Regions from separate parts of the Mus musculus genome. Here region 1 is linked to region 2. The links are chromatin contacts, called in public Hi-C maps. All regions are on one chromosome and are shown on one strand. Each heading gives the region's core, a stretch centred on a gene start, on an enhancer-like site or on the middle of the called end of the contact. The rest is flanking DNA. Distances are from core to core; before and after follow the strand shown.

Region 1 (5,682 bases), core at 3,107-5,606, 130 kb before region 2:
CGATGTCTGCCAGAGCGGTGGAGCACAGCCATCTCCTTCCTGTGGTCTCCACTAGAAGTCAGGTTGGCCCCGCTGGCTCCGGTGGAGGGTGGTCATTAGACCTCTCGGGACAGTTGGGGGCAGCAGCTCTGCTGGCTTGAGGTGGATGGAAAGGTCCCTAGACCTCAAGGTATGTCGAGAAACCCCTACAGGCCAGTGGCAGCCTGGACATTAGGAAGAATTATGGCTGCTCAGCCTGCACAAACCCCATATGAAGCTGCAAATCCTTATCCTGGGCATAGTAGGGTAGCAGGGGCGGCGGGACAGCTGGACCTCATCTCGCCCAGTTCATGGTGACTGCAGACCCCCTCCTTGTGGGCTGGCTCCACCTCTGCAGGTCTGGGAGAGCCAGTGGGAGCTGTGCATCTCCAAGGTGGCCCAGGGGCAAAACCGTCAGCTCCTGTTCGGGTCTGACTGCTGGGTGCTGGGTGTTAAAAAAGGAAACAGCTCGATGGAGAGAAAGGGATTAGCAGAAGGGGTGTTGCCCAGAACATTGAGCGTTAGGGCCTGATGGGGGTCGCTGAGTGAAGGTTAAAGGATGGTAGGAGGTATGATAGCCATTTGTCTCAAACCACCTGCCGCGGGGCTTGGCTCTAGATGCTGGGCCACAGGTGGCTGGTGAGTGTCGGGAGCCACAAGCAGCTGTGCCCCTCCTCTCTGTCCCTCTTTGCTTGGGCCCCACAGAACAACAGCCGTTCAAACTGGAGGCAAACATCTATGACCTAAAAGGCTTGGGTGCAAGCAGACCAGGGTGGGCACTGCGGCAGCGTCGTAAGAGGAGAGCACGAGCCCCCACCAATGTGCACTTCTGTGTGACGCAGCATGAAAGGGTCCGTGTGAACGTGAGTCTGTGACCTCTAACCCAGCTTTTATGGGTTTTCAAATAAAAATTCGCATCCTCCAATATTTGTCCGTCAGCGTCTTGTTGGTGCATAGACCGTGATCAGAGATACCCGCCCCACCACCCCCGGAGAGCGCTGAAAATGAAAAACAAACTCTCGGGAGACCAAATGACAGAGTGGGATAGAGGGGAGGACCCGTGGATGATGTTAGGAAGTCTTCCCAATTCTAAACCTTTATGACCCCTATCATCTTCCCAGCGGGAACCCCAAAATCCTAGATGGAATCTTCTGGTGTGCTGAGAGAAGGTGAGAGTTGTCCACTCTTGGGATGCGATGTTCTGCCTGACGACGGAGGGCTAGAAATTTGACAGGGAGCGAAAGGCCTGCCTTTGTTGCCATGGGAACCCGAGATGACGTAAACTAGCCCTGGCCGCTGCATCACCCAGGCAACCATAGGCGGAGCTCTTGGGGAGGCAGAGGTCTTTTGTCGTAGAGGCTTGAATGCTTGGGACGACATCGTCTATCCGTTCCGATTTCTTTCCTGGTTCTTTTACCTCCTTGTATTACCTGGCCGGCCGTTTATATTCCTTATAATTTCTGATCCATCTCTATCACAATGCCCAGCGGATGGGCCCTAAGCCGTCCGGTTCCCCTTGGGCTCAGGGCCAACCTTGAGCCAGCTGCCTCACTAGGACCGGATCCACCCCATAAGGAAATTCTTTATTGACACTCCATTAAGGCTGGGCCAGGCACTAGGTCACCTATGCCACGCGTCAAAGGGACCGGGTTCTAAAGGGCCTGCCAGAGATAGGGAGGGTGTGCATGAAGATACTGCTTCCTTCCCTCCTCTTATAGCCACCGCTCCCTCATCCCCTACCCAGCCTTCCTTCTCTACTTTCTTGTCCTGAGAAGTTCTGCACCCAGCTGCCCCTGACGCTGTGTTCCTCAGGCTCTGTCACGTGTAGGTCTGGAGGGCTCCTGGCTTTCTGAGGGAGTCTGTCCAAAATAACCACAACTTTTACCATCCTGGAGGCAAGAAGTCCAAAACCAGATTTCCCCAGAGCTGTGTTTCTGTTGAAACGGTGAGGAGAGGGTCTTCCTTTGCTCCTTCCAGACTCAGCTGTCCTGAGCAGTCTTGGATAACACTGCATCACCCCAGCCTGCCACCATCTGCAGAAAACCTTCCTCTTATGTCCAAATCCTCTTGTAAGGGTGCCCACTGTGGAATAACTCCCCATCTCCCCCCATTCTAGTGTGATCTCATCTTAATTCCACTACAACTGTAAGGGCTGCTTAAACATCTCTTTCACTGACACTTACGAGTTAAAAATTGTGGTCCTTTTTGTGGGGACATCATTCAACCCACAACAACCCTGTTGTCACTTGTGGGCTGCAATTATCTCCCAGTTTTGGCTTCTGTTTCTCCTCTTTGAAGGTCCTCTTTGAAGGTCTTGTCTTTATAGGCAAGGATTCTTAATTTTAACATGAAAAGTCATTTTATTGAGATTTTCCTCTGTGAGTACTGCTGGGGAAATCTTTCTCTTCCTGAGACTGTAAATATGCTTCTGCACTGTCTCTAGAGTGCTCTGTTGTGTCGGTTTTCCCTGTTCATGCACCTAGAACAAATTGCTGTATTCACTTGTGCATTGTGTGTGTGCTCATTATCTGCATTTGAATATGCATGTAGTGACCAGATTAGCTTCACCGTTCCAAGCAGACTTTAATTATTAAGATGCAGGCAGCTTCTCTGCTATTAACTGAGATCTGAATGCATAGAATATGTCAAATGGGTTTCCCTCTGCAAAGCATCAACACCACCAGTGTACACTGCTGTGTTCAGGGCAGATACCCAGCAAGATGGACTTCCTTTGTCCAAACATCTTGTGTCTTTCTGCCTTCAACACAAAAAATTTGATGTTTTAAGTTCATAAACAAATTTGTTGGAATTTTGATTGAGAGTTGTTGATTCTATAAATACTGTCAGAGATGTTAGAGCATAAAGACCTCCAAAATCTGCACGATAGTCTTCTTTACCTGACGGAGGATTCAGATGTGCCTTGCTCCCCTCGCCAATATTTCATGGCCTTCCATATGGAGCAACTGCCCATCATCTCTGTCCTGGGGCTTGAAATTATTTAAATGAAATCTTAGCTGGCTCACATCTGGGGAGGCTGAGGCAAGAGAATATTGAGTTCAAGGCCAGCCTTGGACTGTATAGGGCTATAGAGTGAAACCCAACATTATTTTAAAACAAAACAAAACAAAACAAAACACACCCCCAAAAACCAAATGAACAAAAAAAAACAGGGGCTGGAGAGTAGTCTCAGAGGTAGAGAGCAGAGGGGACCTAAGTTGTATTCCAAGCACCCGCATCAGGCAGCTCCCAATTCCTTATAGCCTCGGCTCAGGGATGTGATGCCCTGGCTTCTGAAGGCAACTGCACATACAGACGCAAATAAAACTCCATTTCCCGGGGCAGCAGCGCCCTCTTCTGACCTGTGCAAGTAAGCACAGACATGCATTTATGGAAAACAGTAAATAAATTACACACATAGTTAAAAGTATCAAAATAAACATTTGCCACTGACATATAGAAATACATCTGCTTTCTATAAACTCAAATTTAACTGGACTTTTTCATTTTAAAATTTTTTGTATGTATTAGTGTTTTACATATGTGTATGTGTGTACACCTCATGTATTTCCGGTGCCCCTGAAGAAGAGGCCATTGGACTCCCTGGAACTGGAGTTTCAGATCTGTGAGCGGCTGTGTGGGTGCTAGATATTGATGTGGAAGAAAAAAAATCAGTTCTTATAACCACTGAATTATTTCTCCCATCCCTTAAATATTGTATTGCTCTTATGTATTGTGTGTGAGTAAAATTATGTCACGTTGCACATGTGGAGGTCAGAGCACACCTTGCAGAAGGCGGTTTTCTCGGTCCACCATGGGAGTCCTGGGGACTGAACTCAGATTGCCCGGCTTGGCAGCCAGTCACCCACTGAGCCATCTCGCTGACCCTGGAGTCTTTCAATGTTTACACACACACACACACACACACACACACACACACACGGGATTTGCTTTTGCATTTAAACACAACAGCGATTTCGTCCATGAATAATCAGGACTAGGTTCCAACCCCCTGGCCTGGTTTCTTTGCCCCTGTGCAACTGTGCTGACTGAGCACTCAGGACCATCGTTTCTGGAACTTCACTGGCTGTCTTAGTCAGTTCTGATGCTGTGAAGAGACACCATAACCGAGGAAACTCTTATATTAAAAAGGCATTCAAGTGAAGGCTTGATTACAGATTCAGAGGTTTGGTGCATTATCCAAGGAATGCCGCACTGCTGGAGAAGTAGCCCGGAGCTACATCCTGATCCAACCATAGAGAAACCCTCTGCTAGGCGTGGGCTTTTGAAACCTCCAAGTCCACACCCAAGGACACACTTCCTCCAACAAGGCCACACCTCCTAATTCTTCTAAGTATTTTTTTTTTTCTTTAAGTAGTGACACTCCCTGGTGACTAAGCATTCAAATACATGAGCCTAAGGGGCCATGTGTATTTACGAAAACCACCAGACCAGACAAGGCCATCTGTATTTCTGTGGTCTCAAAAACAGAAAACCCAAATTCAAGTTTGTGTTATGATGCACACCTGTAATCCCGGACTCCGGAGTCTGAGGCACGAAGATCCGGAGTTTAAGACCAGCCTGAGCTATAATGAGAGCCTGTCTCAAACGACAAACCACAACAAACAAACAAACAAACCAAAACAACAAGACTTACACTCAATAAATTTGTTGGAATTTAAGAATATCCTTCTTCCTCTGCCCTCAGTGTGCAAGCACATTTTTAAAATTGTAAGTGAACTTCAAGTCTTCCCAAATATATTTTTGACTCCTGCTAAAATTGCCTAGATAATTTTCTTCTTTATGCTGTTAATGTAAAAAGGAGATAGCTTTTCTTATTTTTATATTTATTTAGGTTTTTTTTTTCAAGACAGGATTTCTCTGTGACAGCTTTGGCTGTCCACAACTCACTTTATAGACCAGGCAGGCCTTAAACTCAGAGATCCACCTGCCTCTGCCTTCCTGAGTGCTGAGATTAAAGGTGTTCGCTGGCTAGTTTTTCTTATTTTTTTAAATATTTTATTTTATTTTTCTTATTTGTATAGGCATTTTGCCTGAGTGTATGTCTGAGTACCGCATGCATGCCTGATGCTTGTGGAGGTCAGAAGAGGGAGACAGAGACCCTCCAACTGGAATTATGGGTCATTGTGAGTCACTATGTAGATGCTAGGAACTGAACCCGGGTCCTCTGTCAAATCAGCAAATGCTTTTAACTGCTGAGCCATCTTGTCAATCCCTTCTTATTTTGTTTAATTTAGATTTATTTTATGTGTCAGAACGGATGTTTTGTCTGTGATGTGTGTTTTATAAAACGGCAGTGTGAGGGGGGTGCCTTGGTGGCCAGTGCCAAGGCAACCCCCTGAGAAATCAAGCCATGCCATATAAAAAGGAATTTATTTGGGACCTGGAGGAAGGGGTAGAGAGAGGGGGACAAAGAACAACAGAGAGGGGAGAGAGAAAGAGAGGAAGAGGGGGAGGAGAGGAAGCAAGCCAGGTAGGAGCCTGGCTGTTACTAGGTAACTGTTGGGCAGAGCCTAGGGAAAATGCTAACAACCTGGTAACTATGTATGTAACCACTTGTGTATCTGATGTCTGCAGGGGTCAGAAGAGACTTGTCAGGTCCTCAGAACTGGCTTTATAGACCATTTTTGAGCCACCATATTGGTG
Region 2 (5,745 bases), core at 2,286-4,785:
GAGTTGACTTTACTGAGGCCCAGATCCCACCAGACATAAACTTGAGGAAGCAGCAGGATGCTGGTACCCTCAGAGCAGATTTTAGATGGGATGAGAGGTCCCATCAGCATGAGCAGTGAGGAGGAAAGCCTGGTCCTCAGAGTGGAGGGCTCACGTACAAAGCCTTTGCCTCAGGGATAGTGCAATAAACACTAGAGGGGAGCACCCTAAGGCTCATCCCCGGTTCTTAAAGGGGCTTGCTCCTAACTCAGGGTCAGTACTCAACAACTCAGTTAGGTGAGACTAGTCACTCGGCTCAGAAACTGGAAGGCTGCCCACACTGTCCTACTTGGTGTACAGACTCTATACTGACAGGCTACACAGCACAGAACTCTAAGCAGGAAGCACAGTTCACTGGGATGAGGGAGAAGATAAAACACCGCATTTATAAGGTCATTTCCATAAGCCCACTAGCTATAAAACTAAGGGCATTTCCATAAGCCCACTAGCTGTAAAGGTGTGCCAACCCCAAACCCACTAGAATGATGACAAATAAGTTTAAAGACTTAAGAAGTAATTGGGTTATGTCAGGCATTGTGGCCCATGTCTTTAGTTCCTCCTTGGGAGGCAGACAGATCTCTGAGTTGAAGACCAGTCTGGTCTACAGAATGAGTTCTAAGGCACACACACACACACACACACACACACACACACACACACACACACAGAGAGAGAGAGAGAGAGAGAGAGAGAGAGAGAGAGAGAGAGAGAGAGAGAAAGAGAAAGAGAGAGAGAGAGGAGACACTGAATTGACTGTGTTGGCTCACACCTTTAATACCAACACCCAAGAGAAGAGGCAGGCCAATCTGAGGTCAATTTGGTCTACATAGTGAACCGAAGGCCAGACAGAACTACACAGTGAAATTCTGTTTTAAAACAAAAATTCAGAAAGCAAGGCAGGTCAGATAAAGTATCAGCCCTAGTAAACACAAACACACACACACACACACACACACACACACACACACACACCCCAAAGCTTTTCATATGCTTAAGGCGATTAAAAATAGACAACCCCCACCCCCACCCAGTTTGAAGACTGAGGCAGGTTTGAGACTGATTCCTGCAGTGATCGCCTTGGGCTCTCCAGTAGCTCAGCCCATACCCTCAGGTGAAGTCTACTCCAAGCCCTGGGACCATCTTCTCCAGGACTAAGATTCCCATCTTAGTGTGGGTACATTTGCTGGGAAATACAATCTTTCACTCTGTAGACAGACAGGTCTCAGACTTAGAGATCCCACCGCCTCTTGGGTGCTGGAATTAAAGGTCTGCACCACCGTCATTGTCTAGGGGAAATAAAACTTCCGAGGCCCCTGGGCTGTATCTGGAGCCCCGGCCCTGTGGCTCCCAGGCGTTTGCTGGGGAGGCATTTGCAGAGTGGGCTCATCTCTAAGGTTTTAGCAACTTATTCTCCCTGTACAGTGGGATCCTTTCCAAGTTTGTCTCTCACAGAAGGGATCGCAGGACCTGGCAGGAGGTCCACACCACAAGTCAGTACCTGAAGGTCCATTCCAAGTCTTCAGAAGGGGAATTGTGACCTTGGGACCATCTGGATAAACTCCTCAGGACTTCCCTTAGCCAAGACTTAGTCTTTGGGTTAGCAGTAAGGGCCGGATGGGCCCAGAATTTGTAAATTGGAGCCTCAGGATGAGCCGTCATTGTTATGCTAGTGAAGTGCCGGCAGCAGCTTCCTTTCCTCTACCTGCACCTAAGCCCTCCCCCACTCTGACTCTCTAGTCCCTGAGGACCTTGGAATTTCAGCTTTGAAAGTTCTAGTTGGGCAGCTGGGCTTTGCTAAGTCCGTTGGAGTGGTTGATACCCAGGCCCCAGCCTCTCTCTATAAATCTGACACCTCCGAGGAAGTCTTCCAAGTTCTCCCCGACTATTCCGGTTCACACGGCCCAGAGTATTCAAACTGAGTTTTACTCAGGATAGGCGAGAACTTTAGGGATGTTTTACTTTACTCAATAGCATAATGCCTTGAGAGAGGCCCTTCTACTTCTTAGCCTACCCGCCATCCACGTACCTTATCCAGCCAGCCCCTGGGTTTCAATCACTGCTGACCAGTGGAGGGGTTCCGCACATCAGGTGCCCCAAACATCAGGTAACAACTGTGTACCACTCCGCCAAATCTTCACCGAAAAGATGCACAACTGTGGGGCGAGGGGCTGTGTCTTTTAGCCTCTACCCTTAGGGTTCCATTCTTACCGCGACCTGGAGTCCGAATTCATTCACAGGATTAAGTAGAAAACACAATCTTTATTTTGGTAAGAACCTAGGTTTGAGATGGGGATGGGGACAGTAACAGGGGTCGGGGTAGACTGGGAGTCGTTTCTGGAGAAGAGGACTGATAACAAAGCTTTATTGGCGCAAGTCCCCAAGGATGCCCCGCTCGGAGGCTGCACTGCCCAGAATGAACCCCACCGCCAGAGAAACGGTTTGGTCGAAGGAACCTCGTAGATGCTCCACGTGCTGGTTCAGGGTCGACAGCTGGTCGCGCAGAGGGCCCAGAACTGTTGAGATGTCGCCCAAGTGCGTCAAGGTCTGCAGCAACGCGGTATTCAACGACTGGGGAGCAACCTGCGGGGAAGAAGCACGGCCCTGGGAAAGGCCAGGAGGCTCATTCGGGGTCTCCACGTCGTGGTCGGGGGTTGGCGTCGGGGAGGATTCGAAGGTATGGCCCGGCTCAGGAGGCAGAGTGTCGGTGCTCGTAAGAGGAGGAGAGCTGGTAATGCGGTGGGCACCTGCAGACTTCGTCGTGGAAGAACTGAATCTGAGCGCAGGGGCAGGTTCGTCATTTTCCGCAGCCAGCGGCAGCTCGGCCTCTACGAGAGAAACGCGCGGAACGTACGGAATCCCAACTCAGGGCTCCGCCCCTCCCCAGGAGACCCAGACCCTTCTTGCCCACATGGCTGCTCCTACCTTGCTCCACCGGTGCAGGTGCGGGTGCTAACGCGGAGAGGGACGAGCGGCCGCGGCGCTGGGGACGTCCAGGGCCAGTAGAGCGGCGGCGAACCCTCGGCGGCCCATCGTCCCCCAATAGCCCCATGAGTTGGCGGATCTGGTTATCGAAGGGTCCGGACGGCTGGCCCTGGGAGTCTCGGAGTTTGTCCTTGAGGAACTTGTAGCGACGGCGGCACTGAGCGGGCGTGCGCCGAACTTGCTGACGGGCCAGTGCGGCGGACACGCGGCGGTAAGTAGGCAGAGTCTGCCTGCGGTCCAGCAGTAGTGAGCGCCACATGGCCGGCTGCAGCAGCGTGCCCAGAAGTAGCTCCGTCTCTCGGGCACTCCAGGGCGTGCGCTGCGCCGAGTCCGGGGACACGGGAGCCTTGGGCGAGCCGGGTTCAGCCATCCCGCCCGAAGTAGCGAAGGCATCAGACGTAGTCACCGGGACATCCCCGGCCGACCGCAGCTCAGCGTCGGGGCTAGCTGGCGACGGCGGAGAAAAAGCGGGCAACCTCCGGGGACGAAGCAGCATCCCTGAGCCAGGTAGAGGTGCGTGCACTCCAAGGCGTGGCCTCACCAGAGAGGAGGGCTCCTCCAGAGCCGCCCACACACGCTCTAAGGACCCCGCACCGCCCTCTGCGTCTGAACCTGGTCGTTGCGACCCTCCCATCGTCTAGCCGCCCCGCCCCCTCGCCTACCTAGTTCCTCTTGGCCTGTGCCTTGCTTATTCTAGCCCATCCCCTTTCTAGTCCTTTCCTTAGGGACCCAGGACCTGAGAACGGAGTTTTTTTGCCCTGCTACACAAAACAGAACGTGTAAAAATTTTTTTACTAAAAAAAAAAACCCAAAAAACCATTTAGGGCTAGAGAGATGGCTCAGTGGTTAAGAGCACTGACTGCTCTTCCAGAGGTCCTAAGTTCAATTCCCAGCAACCACCTGGTGTTTCACAACCATCTGTAATAGGATCTGATGCCCTCTTCTGGTGTGTCAAAAGACAGCGATGTACTCATATTAAGTACATACATACATACATACATACATCTTTTTAAAATAAGGCTTATTTGTTATTATACCTAAGTACACTGTAGCTGACTTCAAACACACCAGAAGAGGGCGTCAAATCTCATTACGGGTGGTTGTGAGCCACCATGTGGTTGCTGGGATTTGAACTCAGGACCTTCGGTGAGAGCACTCTCTTACCTGCTGAGCCATCTTTCCAGGCCCAAATAAATCATTTTTAAAAAGCATTTAATCAAGGTACAATGTAATAAGATCGAGTGAAGAGGGCAGATGGGAGGAGTCAGCTCGTTTGTTTTTGTTTTTATATTTGTGCTTCGCCCATTAGTTACTACTCATAAACAGCCTGTGAAAAGCTCCAGAAACACAAAACTCTGGCACCTTGTATGGCTAGTGCACCAGAATGTGTTGTTTATCTATGCAAATTGTAGACCCATCCTCTCCATTCTGCTCTGGCTGGGGGCTTTGGAAGATGGATGGATACATGTTGTATCTAGTTGACTCATCTAGCTAGGGAGGCCATTTGGGTGCTAGATTTGATAGCGATCAGCGGCTGCTAAATTGGAATCTTAGTTCACACACACTACAAAAAGGAATCTTTCTATCTATTAACAAAGGGTGACAAAGTATCAACTCTTCCCCTCAAGATTAAGACTAAGAAAACGATATTCAAAGTTCGTCTGAGTGTAGAATTCTTGGCCAATGTAGTCAAGACAAGAAAAAGGAACATCCTAAAAAGATGGCAAGTAAGTCCCTAGTAGCCCTAGTTTTACAGAGATCAGTGAAGTCAAAAGGAGTACCAGTCTGCCATCTTGCTTCTGGGACTGTGGTGGTCTCCTGCTGTGGGACCGAAGACAACAATGTAGCGCAAAGATTAGCGGCTGTTTCTTTAGTGATTTGTGACTAGGGGCTTGAACAAAGACCAAGGACCACTGGCTGTGTTCCTCATGACTGGGGTAGGCCAGGTCATCTCTACTTGCCATTCCAAGCCTAGCTTCCTGGGGACAGTATTCTGAGTTACAGCCTGTTGTTTTCAAGGTGTTTATCACCTGGTTCAAGCCCCCCATGTGATGGGATCTGGTGGCTCTGGGGACAGGCAGCTGGCGATGGTGGGACCTTTTTGTCCATTCAACACACCGTGTGGTCATCTCGAGCTTACTTTCAGTCTAGTGGTCTTAGGGTAGTTAAACTCCATCTGTGCTGGAGGCTTCCCTCAGGTACAGTGCTCAGGACTAAGCTCCAGGCTCAGCACAAGGCCGGGACCTGAGATGTAAGGTTCACTGAGCCTTTTGGGCCACTGGTTGCCCCCCGCCATTTTTAACTCTTTATTATCACCAGGCAGGTAACTCTATTGTCACTATCTTTCCTGTGTCTGGAATGAGTACACAGAGATGTAATCCACTCCCCACCTCCTTCATATCTTCGAGACACTGGAGGCTCAGGAGAGGTCCCAATGGGTGGCCAAGGGAACTGGCCAGCTCTGTCTTGTCTGCAGGCCAATCAGTAGAAACTGGTTGGGGTGGACAGATTACAGTAGGGCAACCGTCTCCTCACCCCTCCACAGTTGGTGCTATAGGGAAATGAGCTGTGGTCATCAGAGTCTTGGTTTTGGAGAGGACAGATGCATTAGAGGTGAGGGTGCCAGACCTGGTCCCTGTGATAAGGAGAGTGAATGTCATGCAGAATGGGGTATGACCTGGAAGTTTGGCTTTCAGTACTAGGCTGAGCTTATTTCCCATTGAA

The links. A called contact is a pair of places that touch in the nucleus more often than the background predicts.
Region 1: a contact with region 2 is called in a Hi-C map of bone marrow-derived macrophages, with 31 read pairs. The contact joins the enhancer-like site here to the promoter of Utf1 in region 2. A contact is called at or near these places in 14 of 39 promoter capture datasets (the 3T3-L1 cell line, the HPC-7 cell line, HPC-7-derived erythroid cells and 9 more), 1 of 15 datasets of contacts at CTCF or cohesin (the NIH/3T3 cell line), 10 of 484 Hi-C or Micro-C datasets (CD8 T cells, the N1E-115 cell line, bone marrow-derived macrophages and 5 more), 17 of 115 datasets of contacts at active chromatin or transcription factors (the NIH/3T3 cell line, bone marrow-derived dendritic cells, bone marrow-derived macrophages and 9 more) and 3 of 9 other capture datasets (adipose tissue, liver and pancreatic islet).

The regions. Positions count from the first base shown.
Region 1 is chr7:140,076,580-140,082,261 of GRCm38.p6, reverse strand. All of the region lies in intron 1 of Caly (calcyon neuron-specific vesicular protein), which reads left to right. Among named protein-coding and RNA genes, the nearest start is that of Caly, 3.1 kb to the left of the region's middle. Within about 2 kb of position 4,356, at least 23 of the 459 cell types and tissues checked have an H3K27ac peak or open chromatin away from gene starts, as enhancers often do. A contact at or near this core is called in bone marrow-derived macrophages, embryonic stem cells, pancreatic cancer cells and 1 more, where this site is marked.
Region 2 is chr7:139,941,646-139,947,390 of GRCm38.p6, reverse strand. Utf1 (undifferentiated embryonic cell transcription factor 1) reads right to left here and starts at 3,535. Exons shown (of 2, transcript NM_009482.2): 1 at 2,962-3,535; 2 at 2,279-2,864. The coding sequence starts at 3,517. The coding sequence ends at 2,401.